Linked DNA regions of Mus musculus: region 1 is linked to region 2. The links are chromatin contacts, called in public ChIA-PET maps. All regions are on one chromosome and are shown on one strand. The core of a region is the stretch at or near the end of the contact, and the rest is flanking DNA. Distances in the headings are between cores, read along the strand shown. Region 1 has its middle 6.4 kb from the start of 1700023C21Rik. Region 2 overlaps Fam20a (family with sequence similarity 20, member A).

The links. ChIA-PET counts read pairs in DNA pulled down with a chosen protein or histone mark.
Region 1: a contact with region 2 is called in an H3K27ac ChIA-PET map of liver, with 7 times the contacts expected there. The contact joins two enhancer-like sites. A contact is called at or near these places in 5 of 39 promoter capture datasets (the SN4741 cell line, cranial neural crest, embryonic stem cells and 2 more), 1 of 15 datasets of contacts at CTCF or cohesin (the NIH/3T3 cell line), 16 of 484 Hi-C or Micro-C datasets (the Ba/F3 cell line, the G1E-ER4 cell line, bone marrow-derived DN3 thymocytes and 11 more) and 10 of 115 datasets of contacts at active chromatin or transcription factors (DN3 thymocytes, T-cell acute lymphoblastic leukemia, bone marrow-derived macrophages and 7 more).

What each region holds. Positions count from the first base shown.
Region 1 is chr11:109,850,063-109,854,529 of GRCm38.p6, forward strand. No RefSeq gene overlaps it. Among named protein-coding and RNA genes, the nearest start is that of 1700023C21Rik, 6.4 kb to the left of the region's middle. Within about 2 kb of position 2,184, at least 17 of the 459 cell types and tissues checked have an H3K27ac peak or open chromatin away from gene starts, as enhancers often do. A contact at or near this core is called in liver, where this site is marked.
Region 2 is chr11:109,700,804-109,705,096 of GRCm38.p6, forward strand. The region is part of intron 1 of Fam20a (family with sequence similarity 20, member A); the gene reads right to left. LOC105243553 (a long non-coding RNA gene) reads left to right here. Exons shown (of 3, transcript XR_003949610.1): 2 at 3,370-4,293. Among named protein-coding and RNA genes, the nearest start is that of Fam20a, 19 kb to the right of the region's middle. Within about 2 kb of position 1,403, at least 10 of the 459 cell types and tissues checked have an H3K27ac peak or open chromatin away from gene starts, as enhancers often do. A contact at or near this core is called in liver, where this site is marked.

The DNA of each region.
Region 1 (4,467 bases), core at 934-3,433, 150 kb after region 2:
CTGTGTCGACAAATATTTATCAAAGGCCTGGAAGTGTTGTTATTGTGGTTCCTGGAAAATATTCTAATGGCATGATTGTGGGGGAGCAACAGAAAGCAAAGAAAAAAATGAACATATTTCAGATCGTGGCGGGGGCTTTGAGGGGTTGTGGTGTCGAGGTAGGTGACGGTTCAGATGCGGAAGCCGACACAAAGGTTCAGGGAAACTGCAGCCTGTAGCAGTAAGAGGACTGTATGATTCCGGATTAGAGGAATCATGGGGCTCTGGCCTCTGGGAACTCACTGTGGCTCCAGCTTAGCCAGGGAAGCCAGGCCACAGCCTAGGAGGTCTTGGCCACAGAACAGAGGTCTACTGAGCAGTCCCATTCTGCTTCTGTGTAGGGCCCTGTCCCTCTTCCATTCTTGCAGAACATTGTCCTGACCTCAAGGGACAGTAGGAACCACTAGAGAATCACTGAGAGCAGTATTTACTTTCAGGACTAGGGAATGACGTTAGTCCATTTGTTTGTGCTTTGGGAGTGGGAGGTAGCCTGGGGAGAGCGTGGGTAGCAGCCACCTAAACACACTGGCGGTCACACTCACGCATCTCTCCTCAATCCTGCATCCCAGGGGCAAGGAGATAAACGAAGAAACTGTTTTCTCTAATTCTTCAGGGATTCCTAAACTTGACTTTATCCAGATAAACCCTGTCTTCCCTCCCCTCCTCTTCCCTCCTGAAGTGGAAATTTCTGGTTTTGTTAACAAGTCAGTTGTGTCACATCATGTTTTTCCAGAAGCTGTCTTGTGAGAGGGTATGTGATGTCTTGCTGGAAACAGACACTTGAGAGGGTGTGTGATGGTTAGAAAGAATACAAATGGAACCCGCCATCAGCAGGAGGAAGCTCTTGCATTGATGTACCATCAACGTTTCACTTCTTTGCTGGTCTTGTTTCTTGCTTCTTAGCCTTTTCACTGGTCTTTGCTGGCCTTGCTGCTTTGCTTCTTCAGTGGTCTTCTCTGATCTTCCCTGGTCTTCATTGGTGTCGATTCTGGCTTCTTCACTTCTTCCCTGGTGTTCCCTAGTCTTTGCTGGTCTTCCCTGGTCTTCCTGTGTTTTTGCTGGTCTTTACTTCATAGAGAGAAATGCACCAAAGAACTTCTTGTGTTGTTATGGTTAATTCTGGCCACTTCCACTGACTCCTGCCAATTGGATTTGGCGGATCCTTGCTGTTTCTGCTGGATCATACCACTACTATTGATTCATGTTTGGTGTTTGCTATTGAACTGGACCGCTGGTATCCTGACAACAAAGAGTAGAATCGCCCCCAAGGAACTATTTTTAAACAGGTCCACAACTCCCTTTTCCTATTATCCTTCTTTTCCCCCTACTTCTGGTCTGTGGTAGGTTAGGCCATACCTACTAATAGTGCCACTCCCTGGACCAAGCATATACAACACCCCACCCCACCCCACAGTTGGTGTATTCATTTTTATTATTTTATTGGGTTCTTATACCTCTACTTCCCCAACCCCTTTTCTATCCCAATCCCTTCCAGTTCCCAAACACTAGGTAGGTGAGAACGAAGGTTAGAGCAGAAGGGGGGCATAGACCTCTGTAGGCTACGTCCTGCTGATTGTGGTCATTGTATTTCTTGGGACAAGTCCACTCTTCATTGTTAAAATATCCAGCAACCTAGCAATAGCAAACACAGTGAGGGCAGCACCTGGAGGGGCATCCGCGGGGGCAGCAGCCACTGCCGAAGACCCTCTCAGGCTCTCTCATTTATATTCTCTCTAGAGTCCCCAGAATTCAACTATCTGCAGCTGGCAAAAATCTTGCCATCACCCCCACCCCCAACACGAGATAATCCTACTTAATGGCTGTGGACAAACTGAAGCAGCCCCATAGTCCACACTTGGGATTAAAACAAAAACATAGTCATACAACTGGGGTTTTTAAAGAAACCCAAACTCTCATTACACACACTTGTGTGTGAGTGCATGTATATATATATATATGTGTGTGTGTGTGCATGTGCCTGCGGAGGTCAGAGGTCAGAGGTCAACCTCAGGTATCATTTGTTCCTGGGAGCTGCTCATCATGTCTGTTTTATTTTTTTTCTTGTTGATGTTTTTGAGACAAGGTCTCTCCCTGGCATGAGCTCTGCCGTAGGCCTGGCCAGCTGGCCCTGATCCAAAGAGGCCTGCCTGTCCCTGACCCAAAGAGGCCTGCCTGTCCCTGACTTCTCAGTGCTGAGATTTAAGCGCATGCCACCACACTGGGAATTTTTTTTACACAGGTTCTAAGGAGTGAGCCCAGGCCCTCATGCTCACCCTTTACCAACTGAGCGATCTCTCCACGTAGCTTTTCTGCTTCCGAACATTTCAGTATTCAGTTCAGAAGCAGGGCTGGGGTGTATGCTGAACAACACTGCCACATTCACAGAAGAAAACAGTCTCCTGTTAGTTTTTCCTTGGACAGAGCAGCCATGTAGCCAGCCTGCAAGATGGCCTCATGTGGCATCTCCCTTCCACTAGTCACCTTTGTGTCTGCTCTCTGTACCCTGACAGTTACACAGTTTTAGGCAGAATATATGGCTTGCAGCCATTGCCAAGTCTCAAGCAACCTATGGAGAGGCCCAAGTGGCAGGGACTAACACCTTCTTTCATCGTCCTGTGCATGAGCTCAGAAACAGATCTGGGCTTGATGACAGACTTCCTGTCTGACAGCTTGGACCTCACGAGTAGCCCTGAGTCAGAAGCACCTAGCTAAGATATTCCAAAATTCCTTGCCATTACAAACCGTGAGGTCACACACACACACACACACACACACACACACACACACACACACACTGTCTAACTAAATGTTCGAGTAATTTGATACACAGCAACAGATAACGCAGGCAGTTTCTCATGCTTCAGATATACATTTTGCCTTTTATAATACGATTTAACCCATTGGCAGTGTTCTGGGGAAAAGGAGGTGCTGTGCTGAACCATTCTAGTCATAGAACAAGATGGCTTGCCTTGGAGCAAGCAGGGCTGAGAGCACGGCCACTGCTGTCTCCAAACAGGGCCATTGTCCCCTCAGAGTGTTTGTCACACACAAGCCCTAGCTGCAGAATAGGGACACCAGGATACCGGTTCAGTTGTGCTGAGCTGTTTCTGATGCAGGACAACACTATCATTGTCTCAAGGCTAGGACATCACTAACTACCGAAAGCCCCAGACACAATTATCACAGGACACCAGGACATTGAGACACCTCCTGAATGAATCCCTAGAAGCTCCCCTCTCATAAAAGGAGCCCCTTGGGATGCTGTGTAGACTCGGCCCCTGAATTCTTCCCTGCTGTGCTGTGTCACTGCATCTAATAAACCATTTCCTCACTCCAATGTCTTTGGTGAATTCATTCCCAGCCCGGGTCCGTCAACCCTATCCGCAGCGTAACACAGCCGAAATGTCTTCATCGCGTCGCTCCAACTCAAAATTCCATGCTTCCTAATGCCTCTCAAGACAATTCATTTAAAAAAAGTTATTCGGAACATTCTTGCCTCTCTGTAACACCTCTTCCTCCTCCTTCGCTGTAATTTCACCTTTTAGTTGGTCTGTTAGGAGAGAGCAGCGGTGGAGGCTGGTGGGTAGCCGAAGCTACAGGGGCTTTGGGAGGGGTGCGTTGGCATTTAGACTAGGCTCCGCCCCATGGTTACCTGGCAACAGCCGGGTGTGACTGACTCACTATAAAAGGGGCTGCTTGGCCTCTTCCTCTCTCTCCTCTCTCTCTTGCCTTCTTGCTCTTGCTCTGTCCTCTTGTCCCTTACCCCCCCCCCTCTCCATTCCCCTCCCCCTCTCTCTCCAAGTGCTCATGACCAGCCTCTACCCTTCTCTCTCTCTCTCTCTCTCTCTCTCTCTCTCTCTCTCTCTCTCTCTCTCAGCTTCGGAATGCCTCAGCATGGGCCCACAGAGGCACTCTCTTCCCCCATACCTTACCTCACCTCCACCAAACATATTTCTTCTCTCCTTATTTCTTTATAAAACACAACAGTGGTGTCCGATTCTGGCAGCTGGGCGATGTTGAACAGGGATTAAACCCCTCAAGGCCTCAGTTTTCTCCTCTGTGGAATGGGGAGAGTAAAGCCAACTTTAAAAGGCGCTGTGTGGAATGAGTGCAATGAATACACGAAGTTCCAAGTGTAGGGTCTGGCAGACACCACACTCTGCTTAGATCAGTTGCATCATCCTCATGATAACAACAGGGGCGGGAGGTCCTCAGTGCTCGTATGACCCAGCCAAGGACATTTCAAACAGCTTGAGAGGACAGGTGCAGAAGAGTAAGCCCGGCTTTCCTGGTCTTCTCCCTCAGAGGAGGAGTGAAGGCTCTTTATACACAGGTGGTGGGAGAGACAGCCACGGAATCATGGGACGCAGGATGAGTAGGGAGGACTCTGATGTGGATCTGATGGATTCTGTGGGCAATACTTTCACA
Region 2 (4,293 bases), core at 153-2,652:
CTACCACTCTCTAGGCCCCCCTCTCCCCCCACCCCGAGTCAGGAAGGACTAAGCTGATCACGGGAAGGTCTTCCGTCATTTCTGCTGAGGTCACTACTCTCCAGCTGGCATCTTGCCACAACCTCACTTCCAGGAGCAACGATGCAAAATCTGCTCAAGCGTAACTCTTGAAATTGTGTGCCAGGGCAGCAATGTGTCACTAAGGTCACTATTTACCAAACTGTTTGTTAGCACAGACCTACTTACCCTGAGATTCCCTGGGGGGAGGAGTTGGGTGAAATACCTTAATTATTTTCTAACTATTTGGACCACAGCTCATGTCCTAGACACATACATGCATCTTTGAGCGATTCCAAGAGGTGCCATTGGCTGGTGGAGGGATAAATTGGGCACCCCCTTTCCCATCATCAAGGCTAGGGTCTGTGGAAGAACCTTAGTCCTGGGATCCTAAACAGGAAGGCAGGAAGGAGGCAGGGAGCCACCCAGGCAAAAATTCATTTTGCTCTAAACTCAGTGTTATCAGTCACAAGGCTATAGCATCAGAAAGCAAAAACAGGGCCGGAGTGAAAGGTTCGGCCATGTGTCACCTTCTCAACTAAGTTCTAAAGTTCTTGAGGACGTGACTCTGGCTTGGATCCTCTTCAGCACTTGGTAAAGAGCTGTGCATAGAGCAAATTACCCTCTAAGTTACTCGTCATTAGCTGTGCAGACGAGTTTCTATCCAGTTCCAAACCATGGGGGAAAAATCTCTTGAGGGATGGGATTCCATTTCCGTAAGAGTTCCCAAGGCTTCACTTAGTCGTGTGCTGAATTCCCAAACGCATTCTGCTATAAGGAAACCATAAATGCATCGCAGCGAGGACAGTACTTAGGCTTCAATTAAATCTTACATCTGTTTGAGAGTATCATAGAAGATGCCAGTTAGGAACCGAAAACAAAGGGACTTTTAACCAATACAGAAATCTTAAAGTCAGGAATCCTAGGTCCTTGGGAATCCAGGTGTGACTTTTTCTCATGGTTTATCAACGTGGCAGGACTCACTAATTTTGCACAGACACGGACTGCTGCCTCACAGATTCGGGTCTAGCTGGCTCCTAGATTGAAGGAGATGACCATGGCAAGCTAGAAGAGACATCTCAGGAGCTGGTGTTAAGATTTCCCTCTACTGCAGCATGTAGATTGATCACCTGAGATGTAGGTAGATATCTGTACATTCTGTAGGAAAACGTGGACAGGACCCCCTGGTCTAAGGGGTTTCCAGAGTCACAATAGGGACCGCAGATCCTTTCTAGCCAGGCTGCTTTCCTACATTCTAGTCCTGGGTGTGGAGCTAAGGACAGAAATGGTTAATAAATATCACTGGTCCATGGCAAACAACTATGCAAAGAGAAGCTGAACTTTGACCTTGTGGGTGAGTTTTTGTGCGCAGAAGACAAGTCAAAGTTCAGAGAAGTCCTGAAAGGAAGCCTCCTGCTTAGAGAACACTTCTTTCTGAAATCCCAGGAGTTGTATACAACGTCCATTCAGAAATGTGAACTGTGAACGGGAACTGTGAATACCACCAGCCCAAGGAGCTGCTCAGCCTCACTGTGATGCGTTGTTTCACGGAGCAGGGCTTCACAGCCACAGGCTGCTGCTTTTCATTTGACGGTTGCTTCCTCTGAACAGGCCTTTGGGGCTCAGCAAGGAGTTATTTCGCTCTTCAAGGAACAGTTGGCCATGCCTGGAGACCCTGGGGTGGCAAGTGCTGAGAGATGGTGGGAACAACCTTAGGATGCAATGGACAAAGTCCCCCCACAGGAGATTATCTGGCCCCAGGGGTCAGTAATACTGAGGTTGGAAACCCTGGACTAGAGCCACGGAATCATGAGGAAATAAGCAAAGCACTTAATCCTCCGATGACAGCCCAAGAGCTGCTGGGATGAATTTTAGACTCTGAGCAACTTAATATTTTTCCATAGACAGCATAAATGTCTTCCTCAGGGCCCCATACACTGTATATCTTCTGTACAGCAGAAATTTAAAATGGTACTTAATTGCTTTTTTTAAATGTAAATCTGTATCAGAGAACATTTAGTTGTCAGGTTTACCCCAGCCTAACAGGCATACTGACAAGACACTGAAACTCACTAGATGGAGTGTTGATGTCTTTAAATGTCAAATTGTAGTTTACCCTTTAATTGTGCAATCCCAAAATAAGTAACTACATGTTGCACACCCATACACACATATGCTTATATATACACACAGACATACACTCATACGCACATGCATATATTCATACACATATACACAAAGCTTCCAAATACACATGTACATATACACATATGCATATATATGCACACATTCACATATACATATACATACACACATATACACATGTAAACATACACATATACACATATGCATACATATGCATGCATTCACATATACATACATACATATATACATGTAAACATACACACATACACATATACATACATATGCATGCATTTACATATACATACACATATACACATATGCATACATATGCATGCATTCACATATACATACACATACATACACACATATACAAATGACATGTAAACATATACGTATGTACATGCATACATATATATGTATTCACATATACATAACACATATGCACACATATACACATGGCATGTAAACATACACATATACACATATGCATTCACATATACATACACACATATGTATACATATATACATATGCATATTTACATACACATACATATACCTAATACATACATACTCATAACATATAAACACACACACACCATTTTTAGTCAATAGCATTGATGTGGATGGATGTGAATCCTCTCTTTCCTTTGTGAGTTTTCTGAGCACAGAAAGCAGAAACATGCTTTAAAGACAATACTCTGAGCAGACCAAGAAGACTCAGGTGGTTAAATATACACACCCTGGAATTCCCCAGCAATCAAGGGTTAATCGATATATCTGTTTTCAACAAAGAACTGTGCCTTGCTGCCTGTTTCACATGCATATTGATAGAGAATGGTATCTCAATGGAGGGGCTAGCCACAGGCGGGCATGCTTTTATGTTTTGTTTGGTTTTGTTTTGCTTTGCTTTGTGGTGTGTAGGCAAATTTCCTTGTGATCCACCCAGATTAAATTTTTTCCAGTCGTTGGCCTATGAGCCAGTGCTAATTTGCATGGTATTATTTTCCATTTGATTTACAAATGGGTAGTAATTGTGGATTTGGCCTCTTTCCCTCCTCGACGTGAGCGGTCAACCATGTGGTAGGAAAATTTACTGAGACATTTAATGCTGTTTTTTTTTTTTTTTTTTTTTTTGTCTTCTGGAATTTCCTACACTTCTGCTATAAGAAGGTGACGGGACCTTCGTGTTTCCTCGTCTAAAGGGCAGTTATGATTCAGAACCAACCGGAAGCAAGAAACAGTGGACTGGCTTTCTTTACTCCTTCCCTGTTTTATGTGTTTGAAAGTCTAGATTGGGTGAAGGAATACACCGTGCACAGTGAGAGCGAGGAGGAAGTGGATGAAAGTTGGGAGGAGCATGAGGCTTTCCTCATGTGAGGGGAGGAAAGTTGGCTGTGGGGTCTGCTGAAGAGGACCTGGCTGGTACCAAGGGAGACTCATTTTAGGCACCAGGAATCCAGTCTCAACCAATAGTCTTGTGCTGGAACCCAACCAAGAGGCGACGGTACTGCCCATATGCCCGAGCAGGAATGTGCTCTCTGCAGATGTCACAATGCCTGGGCCCTGAGGACATTGGCCCTAAGGGGGTTTGCTGGATGGAGCTCTGTGATGACTGACATCTCAGTAGAAAGGGGGCTTTGACTTGATTTCTGAAGAATAAGCCAGTGCTTCATTTCTTTCACGATGGAGTTGGTGGAGCACGACCAAGCTACAGCTTTGTCTCCCGCGTTAGTCAGACTCCGTTTGGTTCTGATACAGTAGCACGTTAGTCTTCAAACCTCAGTGACTTACTACCACCAAGACATTTCTCAGTTACACTGCATGACTAACCGAAGTCATTAGGGACTCTGCTCGGTAGAATGACTCGCAGCCAGTTTGATGGACACAAAGCACCGTGAGGACACGAACTTCAGGGTCCTCGAGGCAACGAGTAAAACCATGGGATTCAGCACTGGCTTCCCAGTACTTTGTCAAGTAGTGACGCTGGCAACTGAGGTGAGTTCACGCCATTAGTTAGAGCTGGTCACATGACCCACCTAGTGGCTAGGAATCTGGCGCTCTCGCAAACACACACACACACACACACACACA